3 separate regions of the Mus musculus genome follow, and regions 2 and 3 are each linked to region 1. The links are chromatin contacts, called in public HiChIP or PLAC-seq maps. All regions are on one chromosome and are shown on one strand. The core of a region is the stretch at or near the end of the contact, and the rest is flanking DNA. Distances in the headings are between cores, read along the strand shown. Region 1 holds the start of Gli1 (GLI-Kruppel family member GLI1). Region 2 overlaps Gls2 (glutaminase 2 (liver, mitochondrial)). Region 3 holds the start of Cs (citrate synthase).

The links. HiChIP or PLAC-seq counts read pairs in DNA pulled down with a chosen protein or histone mark.
Region 2: a FOXA1 HiChIP or PLAC-seq map of pancreatic cancer cells shows a contact between it and region 1. The contact joins the enhancer-like site here to the promoter of Gli1 in region 1. A contact is called at or near these places in 1 of 39 promoter capture datasets (pre-B cells), 1 of 484 Hi-C or Micro-C datasets (liver) and 5 of 115 datasets of contacts at active chromatin or transcription factors (astrocytes, bone marrow-derived macrophages, embryonic stem cells and 2 more).
Region 3: an H3K4me3 HiChIP or PLAC-seq map of embryonic forebrain shows a contact between it and region 1, with 5 times the contacts expected there. The contact joins the promoter of Cs here to the promoter of Gli1 in region 1. A contact is called at or near these places in 3 of 39 promoter capture datasets (the C10 cell line, cranial neural crest and embryonic stem cells), 1 of 484 Hi-C or Micro-C datasets (liver), 3 of 115 datasets of contacts at active chromatin or transcription factors (embryonic forebrain, embryonic stem cells and large pre-B cells) and 1 of 9 other capture datasets (liver).

Annotation. Positions count from the first base shown.
Region 1 is chr10:127,339,449-127,342,974 of GRCm38.p6, reverse strand. Gli1 (GLI-Kruppel family member GLI1) reads left to right here and starts at 1,396. Exons shown (of 13, transcript NM_010296.2): 1 at 1,396-1,416; 2 at 1,657-1,770.
Region 2 is chr10:128,201,993-128,205,737 of GRCm38.p6, reverse strand. Gls2 (glutaminase 2 (liver, mitochondrial)) reads right to left here. Exons shown (of 18, transcript NM_001033264.3): 8 at 1,883-1,915; 9 at 1,605-1,663; 10 at 1,011-1,077; 11 at 827-877; 12 at 474-650. Among named protein-coding and RNA genes, the nearest start is that of Spryd4, 7.9 kb to the left of the region's middle. Within about 2 kb of position 2,022, at least 29 of the 459 cell types and tissues checked have an H3K27ac peak or open chromatin away from gene starts, as enhancers often do. A contact at or near this core is called in embryonic stem cells, liver and pancreatic cancer cells, where this site is marked.
Region 3 is chr10:128,336,066-128,339,474 of GRCm38.p6, reverse strand. It overlaps Cs (citrate synthase), which reads right to left and starts at 1,748. Exons shown (of 11, transcript NM_026444.4): 1 at 1,516-1,748. The coding sequence starts at 1,557. Gm51822 (a long non-coding RNA gene) reads left to right here. Exons shown (of 2, transcript XR_003949053.1): 2 at 1-2,336.

The DNA.
Region 1 (3,526 bases), core at 147-2,646:
GGCCTCGAACTCAGAAATCCGCCTGCCTCTGCCTCCCGAGTGCTGGGATTAAAGGTGTATGCCACCACTGCTTGGCCCATCTTAATTTAAAAACAAAAAACAAACAAACAAAAAACACTTACTTTGCAGAGCCAAGAAGGTGGTTTAAAAACAGCGCTATGGCCTGAGAGATCTGTTTAAGGGAAGACTCTCTCTCCCCACCCCGCCATGCTTTTGAGTCTTTCTCAGGTGGGAAACTGAAATAGAGGCCCTCTCTCTGTGTCCAGTCACCATGGTAACACAGATTCAAAGAGACAGGGTACTCCCCTATCACGAACTACCCAAGGGGCTCGCAATCTTCCCTGGCGTGCCCTTCTGTTTCTTTGAGCTCACGCAGCTCCCTGGGCATCCGATTGGGCTTTGGGGACAGGAACCTGTCAAATTTCCTTAAGTTCGCCAGTGCAATCATTTCCACTCCGAGGGGTGCCATGTGCTAGGACGACCAGCAGAGGGCGCGAAAAGCCTTAAAGAGAGAGGTGTGGAGGTGGCAACTGCGTCCAGAATTTGGAGATGGAGAACGGAGTTTCTCCAGAGAGGTACTCTACACAGAGCACCACTGTCCTCAGTGATCTGTGAATGCACATTCTGCACTTAGAACTCTAGCCCGTGTTCTTCCTTCATGTTCCATAGGTCGCACCCCCTCCCCTCCTCTACATCAGTCAACCCAACTTCTTTCTCCCAAACCCCAACTCTCCAAATGCTCCACGTTCCATCCAAAGAGTGAGGCTGGCCTACAGACCACGACATGGGGAAAGCTCAGTTACGACCAATGAAGCCGAAGACCGAGGCTTCTGGTTTAACTTTCTGGGTGAGCTTTCCCCCCTCCCTCTCCCGCCGCGCAATATTTTCCTCAATGTTTTCCTGGCTCTGGTTCAGAGCCTCTTCGTGGACAGCCGATCCAGGGATCCGCGCCGGGATTTACTGTCCACCAAGAGCAGCGTGTTCGGGCGGGGGGGGGGGTAGTAGGCAGTATAGGGTCCCTCAAGGGAGGGGGAGGATCCTGGGGGTCCTGGGGGTGCCATAAGCCCGGCACCCCCTCTCTAGCTTCTATCCACCCAGCTCATCTTCTAGAACGGTCCGAAGGAAGGATATACGAGGGAAGTGAGCGGGAAGAGCCGTAGCGTGCGGGTGGCAACAGCGAGAAAAAGTTTTTGCAAAGGGGAAAAAAAAAGTTTGCGCTTCTCGCGGGTGGTCCCGGCTCGAGGCCCGGCGGGCTGGGCCGGCGGGAGGGCTGGGGGCCAGGTTGGGAGGGTGGGGTGGCACTGAAGCTGCGCTGCAGTGGCCCTGTGACCCCCCTCCCCGCCACACACCTCCCCCCCCCCCCAGCCCAGTTTCCAGCCCTGGACCACGCATCCCGAGCACCGCGCCCCGACGGAGGTGAGAGGGGGGCAGGCGGGAGACCACCTGGGAGCGATGGGGGAGGGGCTGAGGAGATGCTCTGACGCCTAGGGACTCACCCTATCCCAGAAGGAGACCTGGGGCTCAGAGGCAATATGGGGTTGGGAGAGTTTGGGGAGAGCAATTAGGAAGTTTGGGTGTTTTCTTGTTTTGCTTTAATTTGTGCCTTCTTTTCTCTGCATCCCCTTCTTTTTTTCTGACAATCTGTGTCTGTCCCAGGTCTCTTTGTCCGCGCCTCTCCCACATACTAGAAATCTCTCCCTTTCTTGAGGTTGGGATGAAGAAGCAGTTGGGACGGCCAGCTGGAGGTCTGCGTGGTAGAGGGAACTCCAGGTGCGTCTCTGAGCGCCGTTGGAAGACGTCAGTGTTTCTAAGACGGGACCCACCGCAAAAGAAGGGAGCGCTCAGTGGGGTGGGAGTAGCGGTGTGCCAGGCAACAGAACCCCTGAGGGCCGGGCTGGGATTGGACTCCTGACCTGTGGCTGTGACAGATGTGCACATGGGGTTTAGGGGCAAAGGAGTGGGTTTGGACTCGGGAGGAGGCTGGGTGGGTTTCCTAACATGCGGTGTAGGCCGTAGAAAATCCCTAGGAATTCTGGACTTCTGAGTTCCCAAAGACTGTGGGCAGGGCCCCCGAGGAAGAGGAAGAGCTGGGGAGACCTTGTTTTGACCCTCTGACCTCAGGACCACCGGGGCAGCTGAAGCCAGGCGCCGGGAGACCCCTACTGGGGCAGAGCGGGACCACTGGCTACTGCCAGCTTGTGTATCCCTGTTGGCCCCCCGCCCAAGCGGGATCTGGGGACCGAGGCCCCTCCTCTGGCTCAGACCACCCTGCCTGCCCTTGCTCCCCGCTCTGAATCCTCTTTCAGGCCCCATGACCCTGAAACAATCAACCCAGGACAGTTAGCTTTGGGAACAGCATCAAGGAAAGGAAACTCCGTAGAGGCCGAGGGTTTGGGGCATCCGGAGAACCAGGGACTTTATGGTATAGGTCTTTCCTTCCAGTACGGGGAGAAAAGATGGGCAGTTTTCTTCTGGGAAGAAAGTTCGTGAACGCGGGTGATTTACCCTAGGGGGGCGGGGTTCAGAAGGACCCCCCTCCATTATCTCTCTGGGCATCCCCGCCGGACAGACGTCTCCGACTCACTCTTGACGTCACTAGGGGGTTCCCGGGGGTCTATAGGGGTTAACCCTTAGGAAGCCGGCGGAGATACCCAGGAATCCAAGGTGTCCTCTCCGCGCACACCTTATTTACACAGGCACTTCTTTCTCTTAGTTTCTGGTTTCTTTTTTCCCACTCCACTATAGGGACCCCACTTTCCAATAGTGCCTCCCCCCCCCCCCCGGGCGCTACTGCCTGCTTTCAGGATGCGCTGAGAGAGGGAAGAATGTTCCACCCTTCACCCCCCCCCTCGCTTTTCTGGGCTCCCCAGGCGGGCGGGGAAGCTGAGCCGTCTGCAGCCAGAGCCTGCGGCGGCGACTTGGGTGGGCCGAGAAGGCACGGGGGCGGGGAAGGCGGGACCGGGAAAAGGGGGTGGGGCCGACTCCAGGGAGTTGGGGAGAAGGGGTACGTACGTAGAGGACTCTAGAAAATAGACTGCGAAGATGATTCGGGTCTTTGGTAGGCTAATTCTCATGCTCCCATCCAGCCCAGAAAACCTTTACTGAAACTGGAAAAGTTAGTAGTATGAAGAGGGAGGCGTGAGTGTAGGCGGTGGCTCTCGGTGAAGGGGGCTGTCGCCCCGTTTTTATCCTGTCTCTTGGAGCTCTCGGGCAATGGAACAGGAAGAGTGACAACTTTGAGGGAACTTCTAGTGTCTGGGGGTCCTTTACAAGTCCTTCCCTTCCCTTGAATGAGTCACAGAGGAGAGAGGCGGGAGATGTGCCCCCTCATCCAGCTGCCAGCCAGCTGTGCCCCCCACCCCCACGTTAGTGCCAATGTCGAGCTGGGAGGTCTTGGATGCGGGATTCGGGTCTCGGCTGGAAAAGGAGGAGTTAGCAAAGGTAGCCCGGGCTACAGCACTTTGGCTGGGTCGTAGGGTCCGGGTTCCGTTCCCCATTTTACCCCGCCCTCACCCTAAATCCCAGC
Region 2 (3,745 bases), core at 773-3,272, 860 kb before region 1:
AGCAAACACACACACACACACACACACACAAAAAGGACCAGGGTGCTACAATCAGAGGTGGATGTAGTTTTGTTTGAGACAGAGCAACCAGGAAAGTCTTCAGGGCTGGGGATGAAGTTTATAGTGTGGTACAGGGCTTACCCAGTGTAGGTTTGATCCCCAATGCCAAATCAAACAAGAAAAAAAAGCCAGGCTAAGTGCATGACTGTCCTTCTAGTACTTTAAAGGATGAGGCAGGAGGATCATTGACTCTGAGACTGCCCTCAGCTGCACAGTGAGAGCCTATCGTGGGGGAACAGAGGAATAAATCAGCCATGCCTCTCCCTAGAAGTGGCATCTAAGATGGGAGCCAGCTATGGAAAGGGTCTATATATTTAAGGAATGTGATGTATTTGACAAAATCCCCTAAGGATTCTTAGCCTATTTGCCTGGCTACCCTCTCCTCTTGGCACTGGACAGCAGATAACACTCACATGGAAGGCAAACTGGCCCGAGAAGTCATACATGCCACAGGAATGCATGAGGCTGAGGGTGTTGCGCACGGCCTCGGCGCTCAGCACGCTCTCCCCTGTGATAGGGCAGATGCCGCCATTGGCCAGAGTGGCCGCCATGACACTGCCTGACTCACAGGTAACCTCCACAGAGCACAGCTACGGAGACAAGAGAGGTCAAAGGGCAGTGTAGACTCGAACACATTAATGTAGAATAACGTTCTCTACATCTAGATCTTTCAACACGTTCTAACAGAACCACCAGAGAGGAGCGTCTACCGTTTAACAGGAGGGCACTCTGTCCCGTCCCCTTGACCCCGGGAGTGTTTGCTTACCTGGAAATAGAGATCAAGGGCAGCCATCATGTCCACACCCTTAGGGAAGCACTGCAAAGAACAGGGTGTAGCAGTCTCTTCAGGACATAGGCTCACACTGCCAGGGGCTCACATAGCCTGACCCCCTGCCATTGACCTGGCAGTAGAACTCTCAGGGACTTTCTCTACGACCTTTCCCAGTTACCTTCTTCTCCTTGAGGTAATAGCCGATGGCGTAATTCCGATCCCCAGTCTCCTTCTCTGACTGGAATCTGAAGCAAATACCAAATTTCATGCTTGAAGCTTAAGGGGTGTGTAGGGGGGAAAGAGGGAGGGTACCTTTCCTGGGATACAGAATTCTGTTGCCTGTGTCAGGCTGAAAGCCGGGCCTTTACAGTCTCACAGAGCATTAGTGGGAACTTCAGAACCTGAACAAATACCTGGTGTAGCTTTGTGGTTAAATGTAAACAAACAGAAACAAAACCCACCCGAAGCTGTCTAGTGGCTCTGTCTAGGAAATTTGGCAAGATGTTTGGCTCTGAGTCTTGACGAGGGCCTCGGCACAAGCCAGCATGCTGCCTTTCTCATTATGTGGTAATCAGACATGGGATGTTATTTCTCCAAGTAAGTAAATGTCGATGCAGAAGCTCAGAGGAAGCTGAGAGGCCAAGATTCCCCCCAAATTTCTTCCTACGATAATATATATTCTTCTTTCCCTTCCCTCCTCGACTTCCCCCACCAAGCACACACATGCTCAACGGTACAACCTACTCAGCCAGCCCCCTAAACAGAGTCTTACGTGGCATTGCTGAACCCCATGAATTCGTTCCCAGCCATCTTGTTCAGATACTGTAACACCTGGAAGAGAAGAGAGGTAAGAAAGACGCCTTTAGACTAAGGATCGCTAGCTAACACACCCGGGCTGATAAGGCACTCAGACCCTCTCTTTCCCCGGGAGAGTAGGGACTTCAAGAAGCTGAAGCCAGTGGTCCCCACTCCTCTGGAGATAGCTGTAGCAGCTGTGTGGACAGCATGCGGTGGAGAAAGGCAGGAAAGGGTTGAGTGTGAGGAACTTACAAAATCGAACTTCTCTGCTTTGTTACAGTCCATCTGCACAGAAGGAAAGGGAAAGCAATCAGCATTCCAGGTCTGGGAGGATGGCAGACAGCAGGGGCAGGAGGGCTTAGTCAAACCTTGCTACTGGGACTGTTATTTTTTACAATGCCCTTTGTTTGCTCTGGGAATGTTACATTTTACAATGTCCTTTGTTTGCTCTGAGTCAGGCCTGGGTTGTCCCGTGGCTGAGAGCCCCTCTGGCCTTGGAGTAACTGATGTTATAGGCACCAGATACTTCTTGTTTAAGCAGCTGAGACTTTTTGTGCATGCAGGTTTATGTAGTCTAGTGAGAAAAATCCAGACCACCAGCCTGTGTGGTGATGCACACCTATAATCCCAGCTTTTGGGAGGTTGAGGCAGGAGGATTGTTGAAACAAACAAACAAAATGTAAATTATCAAGGAATGAGGATTCAGATAACCTCACCCCATCTACTTGCCTCTCCTCTCTCCTGGCTCACTCCTTCTGTCTCCACTTCGGTCTCTAAATTCCACCTTATCCATGATTACTACTATCCATTTTATTTATTTATTTACTTTTAAATAGAGGTCTCAGGTATCCCAGACTAGCCTTGAACTTGTGATTTTTTTTTTTATGTATATGAGTACACTGTAGCTGTTTTCAGATCCCATTACAGATGGTTGGGAGCCACTATGTAGTTGCTGGGAATTGAACTCAAGACCTCTGGAAGAGCAGTCCGTGCTCTCAACTGCTGATCCATCTCTCCAGCCCCAGAACTTCTAGGTTCTGGCATTATAGGCATATGCTACCATGCCTATACCCCCCCCCCAACCTTTATGCCCCATTCTATAGCCTCACTCTAGCTTATACCTGATTCCCAGATCCTCTGTGACAGAAATGGAATGTGTCTGCTGAATATTCAGTTATATTGATGAATGATTTTTCTTTTCTTTTTTTTTTTTTAAAGATTTATTTATTTATTATATGTAAGTATACTGTAGCTGTCTTCAGTCGCACCAGAAGAGGGTGTTAGATCTCTGTTACAGGTGGTTGTGAGCCACCATATGGTTGCTGGGATTTGAACTTCGGACCTTTGGAAGAACATTCGGGTGCCCTTACCCCCTGAGCCCCTGAGCCATCTCACCAGCCCTGATTTTTCTTTCTACTACCAGGATTGAAACTAAGAACTCAGGTATGCTGGTCAAATGTTCTGCCACTGAGATATCCCCAGATATAGTGATAAAGAAACAAAAATTATTTCTTTATAGCAGTGCCAGAGATTGAAGTGCCTTGGGTCTCTGTACATGGTGGAGCAAATGTTCTACCCAAATGTTCTTCATCCCCAACTCTAGTAGAAGATGAGATGAGGCAGGTCCCAAAGATAGGGCTGCCGACAGGACTCCCCAGAACAGGGAGATATGCTTACCTTAGCACGCACGAGACACACAGACACAGAACAGACAGACAGACACACACACACAGACAGTCACACACACACAGACAGTCACACACACACACACAGACAGTCACACACACACACACAGACAGTCACACACACACACACACACACACACACACACACACACACACACACACACACACACACACGCCAGGCTCACTTCCGTCAACACTGCAGGCTCAGGTAGGAGTCAACACTCCAGGACTCTGAAACCTGAGTTCCTAGGGGGAAGGGTTCCTAACACCACCTTCTTCAGGAGGGACCGTGATTGGCCCCAGAGTGTCGCTGCCCACACTGCTCCTGCGTTCTTGCTCAAGCCCTGGGAGACCTGCAGCTGATGGGCCTGTTGGACATCACTTGCTCAAGGCCAACTCACAGTTCCAGGTGACGTGAATGACTGCCCTG
Region 3 (3,409 bases), core at 499-2,998, 1.0 Mb before region 1:
TGAGATTCAAGCAACTCAAGCAACTTGACCAACAGAGTACAAAAGACTAGCAAAGTTTCTGGGATCCTCAACTTCACTTCTAACATAAAAGTAAAGAATGACAACACAAATGTGGCCCAGTCACCCTCCCAAAGCATTATGACATTTCCTAGGGCTTTATGAAGCAAGATAAACTAAAAAAAAAGTAAAACCAAAGGCTTTTTCAAGTTCACTGTTGTGTTAGACTATCTGGTCTGGGTTAGCAGCTCCTGAACCGATCTAATTATAGGTCCACCATTCTGCCAAACACCGTCTAGAACTTGCTTCATTTCCCAAGAGGTTTCCTTACCCAGTTCCCTGGCAGCAGCAGTAGCAACAGCCAAGTAAGACAAGTGTCTACCAAATAACCAGTCTCTACCTTGTTGCCAGACACAGAAAAGCCCCAAGATAAACCCTACAAGTTTTGTGGTACATCTGACAACTATGCATCTCACACAGAAAGTTAATACCATTCTAAGTCTTTTCTTTCCTCCAGGTGTACTTTGCTTCAAACTATCTACTGATGAGAAAAACCTATTAGTTCCTTTAAAACTAAAACAGAAGCCAAGGTCATTTGTGGGACTGTCCCCACTTGGGTTAGAGCTGAAATTCCCTCAGCATAGCTGGGTCTCTGTTTAAAGGCCCAAGTTATGCTGAGCAAAAAAGTAGTGATAACGTGAAATTAAGAGTTATCCCTACTTGGACTTGAACTTCAGAATTCAAAAGGCAAACCATCAAATTAAAGGGCCGCCAGGGAATAAGGGGAAGTACTCCTGGTAGGTAGTAGAATTGAGTCATGTGACCTTGGTGTTACTACCTCACGCCTGTCTTCATTTATTGGCCTGTAGCTTGGAGGAACAACCTTTCTGGTTCTACCTAGAGCCTGATGTGATACATAATCAGCAGGTTTAACAGAAATGCCCCACCCTATTCAAGCTCCTCCTATATACATTAAGTGCAGGAGTCCCAAGGACAAAGAGGAGCTGGGGGGCTCTAGTCCCCTAACAAAACTAAAACGGCGGGGTCACTTACAGGCTTCAATTACAGTGAGGAAAGAAACAGGTCCTGACAGGACTCACCCTACAAAGCAGAGCCCAAATTAGCCCCAGTGACCAAGTGAGCATATTTATACATCCCCCACTCCTCCTCCAACAGTTCTCTCCCTAATTCGGGGGACCACGCCACATCTTTGCTCTCTGGCCTTGCAGCCAGGGCCCTGCATCCCTCGCTTGCACCTTGGATACTTGATATGACAGAAGGCGGGCCTCCCGGCCGCCGGGGGCTGCAGGCCGGGGCCGGCAGCGTTCACCTTAGCCGGAAGGGCACGCAGCACATGGCCTAGGAGCTCTGGGAAGGGTTGGCGGCTCGCCAGGGTCGGGCCCCTTTAAGGCGCGGAGGGCTGCGCTCCGGTGTGGGAGGGAGAGCCGGTGCCGGAGGCCCTGCGGTCGCCTCAGCCCCACCCCGCGCGCCACGGCGCGCTCCCTCCTTTAAGCTCACCTTGGCTCCCAAGAGCCGGGTTGCTGCAGTGAGTAGAGCCATGGCGGGCGAAACTCCGGGACCTGGCGGGAAGGGACCGAAGGGAGAGAGCTACAGCTGCAACAGGAGCGGTCGCCGCTGTGATGGAGACCGCGCCAACCGGCGGACAAGGTTGAAAGGAGGCGGCTGAGGGGAAGGGTAGACAAACCGGCACAGGCGCCCAGCCCAGGGTCCTCGGCGAGGCCCCGCCCTCTGCCCGAAACTTGAGCCCGCCCCCCTCCGGCGACCCACCCCGGCCTCGACCATTGGCCCAAAATGGAAGAGGGGCGGGATCTGAGCCTTTGACAGATGTTATCGCGGGGAGGATTGGACCGTACGGATTAGGCTAATTAGGAGTGGGTGGGAAAGGGATTGTAGGTGTCTAAGGATGTGCCTGAGAACTCAGTTAACTTCCTTCTTTGGCTTTTCCCTTTGCCCTTAACACATTTCGGGTTCTCCGGAGAATGCTGAAGATAAAGCTCCAGCACGCGACGTTTGAAGGTCACTGAACACTGCAACTGACCATTGCACTTCCTCTACCTGCTTGGCATGCTTTCTTAAAGAATGTCTTTGGTTAATGACTTCATGGCCGTGGAGGTGACATCACGCAGAAAGCCCGCTATGATGCCAGAGTTAGTTGCTTGATGGTCATTTGTGAACAGAAGAAATCTTGAAATTACAGATACTGACCCCGTTATGTGGAGAAGAGCAAAACCAGAAGCCTGAATGTTTAGTGATGTTTGTGAACTATATGGAGTCTAAGTCTTACAAAAGCCCCCTTAATATGAAGGAACCTTTCAGTCTTTGGGTCCTGGGCCTTATGATTCTGACATTCTTCATAAAACCCCATATCATAAAACCCCATAGAGCCAGCCCACCTCAGACACAGGATCAGGAGCTGCAACTCTCCACTCAAGATCAGGTGTTAGACACTCTCTTTTCGTCCCATCATTCACAGTATTTCCAAAGGACTCGAGGACGTTTATCCTACTTGGCTCTCTCTCTTATTTCTCCCTCAGAAAACATTGCAGTGAATGACACAAGGATTTAATGATCTTACACATCACTCTTAAATGCCCCGGGGTAGAACACCTCAGAACTTCTGTACTTTCCTGTGCCTACTGTGAAATTGGCCTAAGGGTGGAGAGAAGCTGACCCAATGATCAGAGCACCTTATCTGTAACCACCAAGCCTCAAATGTACAATCCTTTTATCTCACCACATGACAGTAACAAAGTGCAGAGGTCTCAGTATCCATGTAAGCCAAGTTCAGATAGTCCTTGTTTATAGAGGATGTAGTTTGTGGCTTAGACTTGGAAAAGAGAAAGAAAACCCCTATTTCCTCAAGTTTTCTCATATACATATTCATATCTGCCCAGTAGTGTTGTTCTAGCTTGGAAGTCAGGTAGTTCTTATGAGAGAACTTTATCAAGAGAAGCTGCGCCTCTTGAGAAGCAATAACCTTAGACCACCTCCCCGGGGACTTCAAAGCTTCACTGATCAATATTGGCTCCCAATTTAGCATCTCACATGGGGTTTCCTCATAACCCCAGAATAGTCTGACCTGGTTCCTTCCCCCATAGTTAATTATCCACAGAGACTAGCTAGCAGATCAGAGGCCTGAACTCCAGTGCCGTAAGTAACCAGAGGCTGTCCCCATCAGGTGAGGCTGCTGAAGGGACAATTATTGGGTGGCCATAATGGTAACTGGAGTTTTAATAACTACAGAGAGAATGCCATCCTTTTTAAGCCCCTTGATAGGATTCTGTACTTTAACGTCCAATTTTTATTTATTTGAAGTTATTTAATCCTGATGTCCATTGTTATAAAATCAATGTGAAAGCCCAGAGATGAAGGGGGTTAAGTGGTTTCGCCC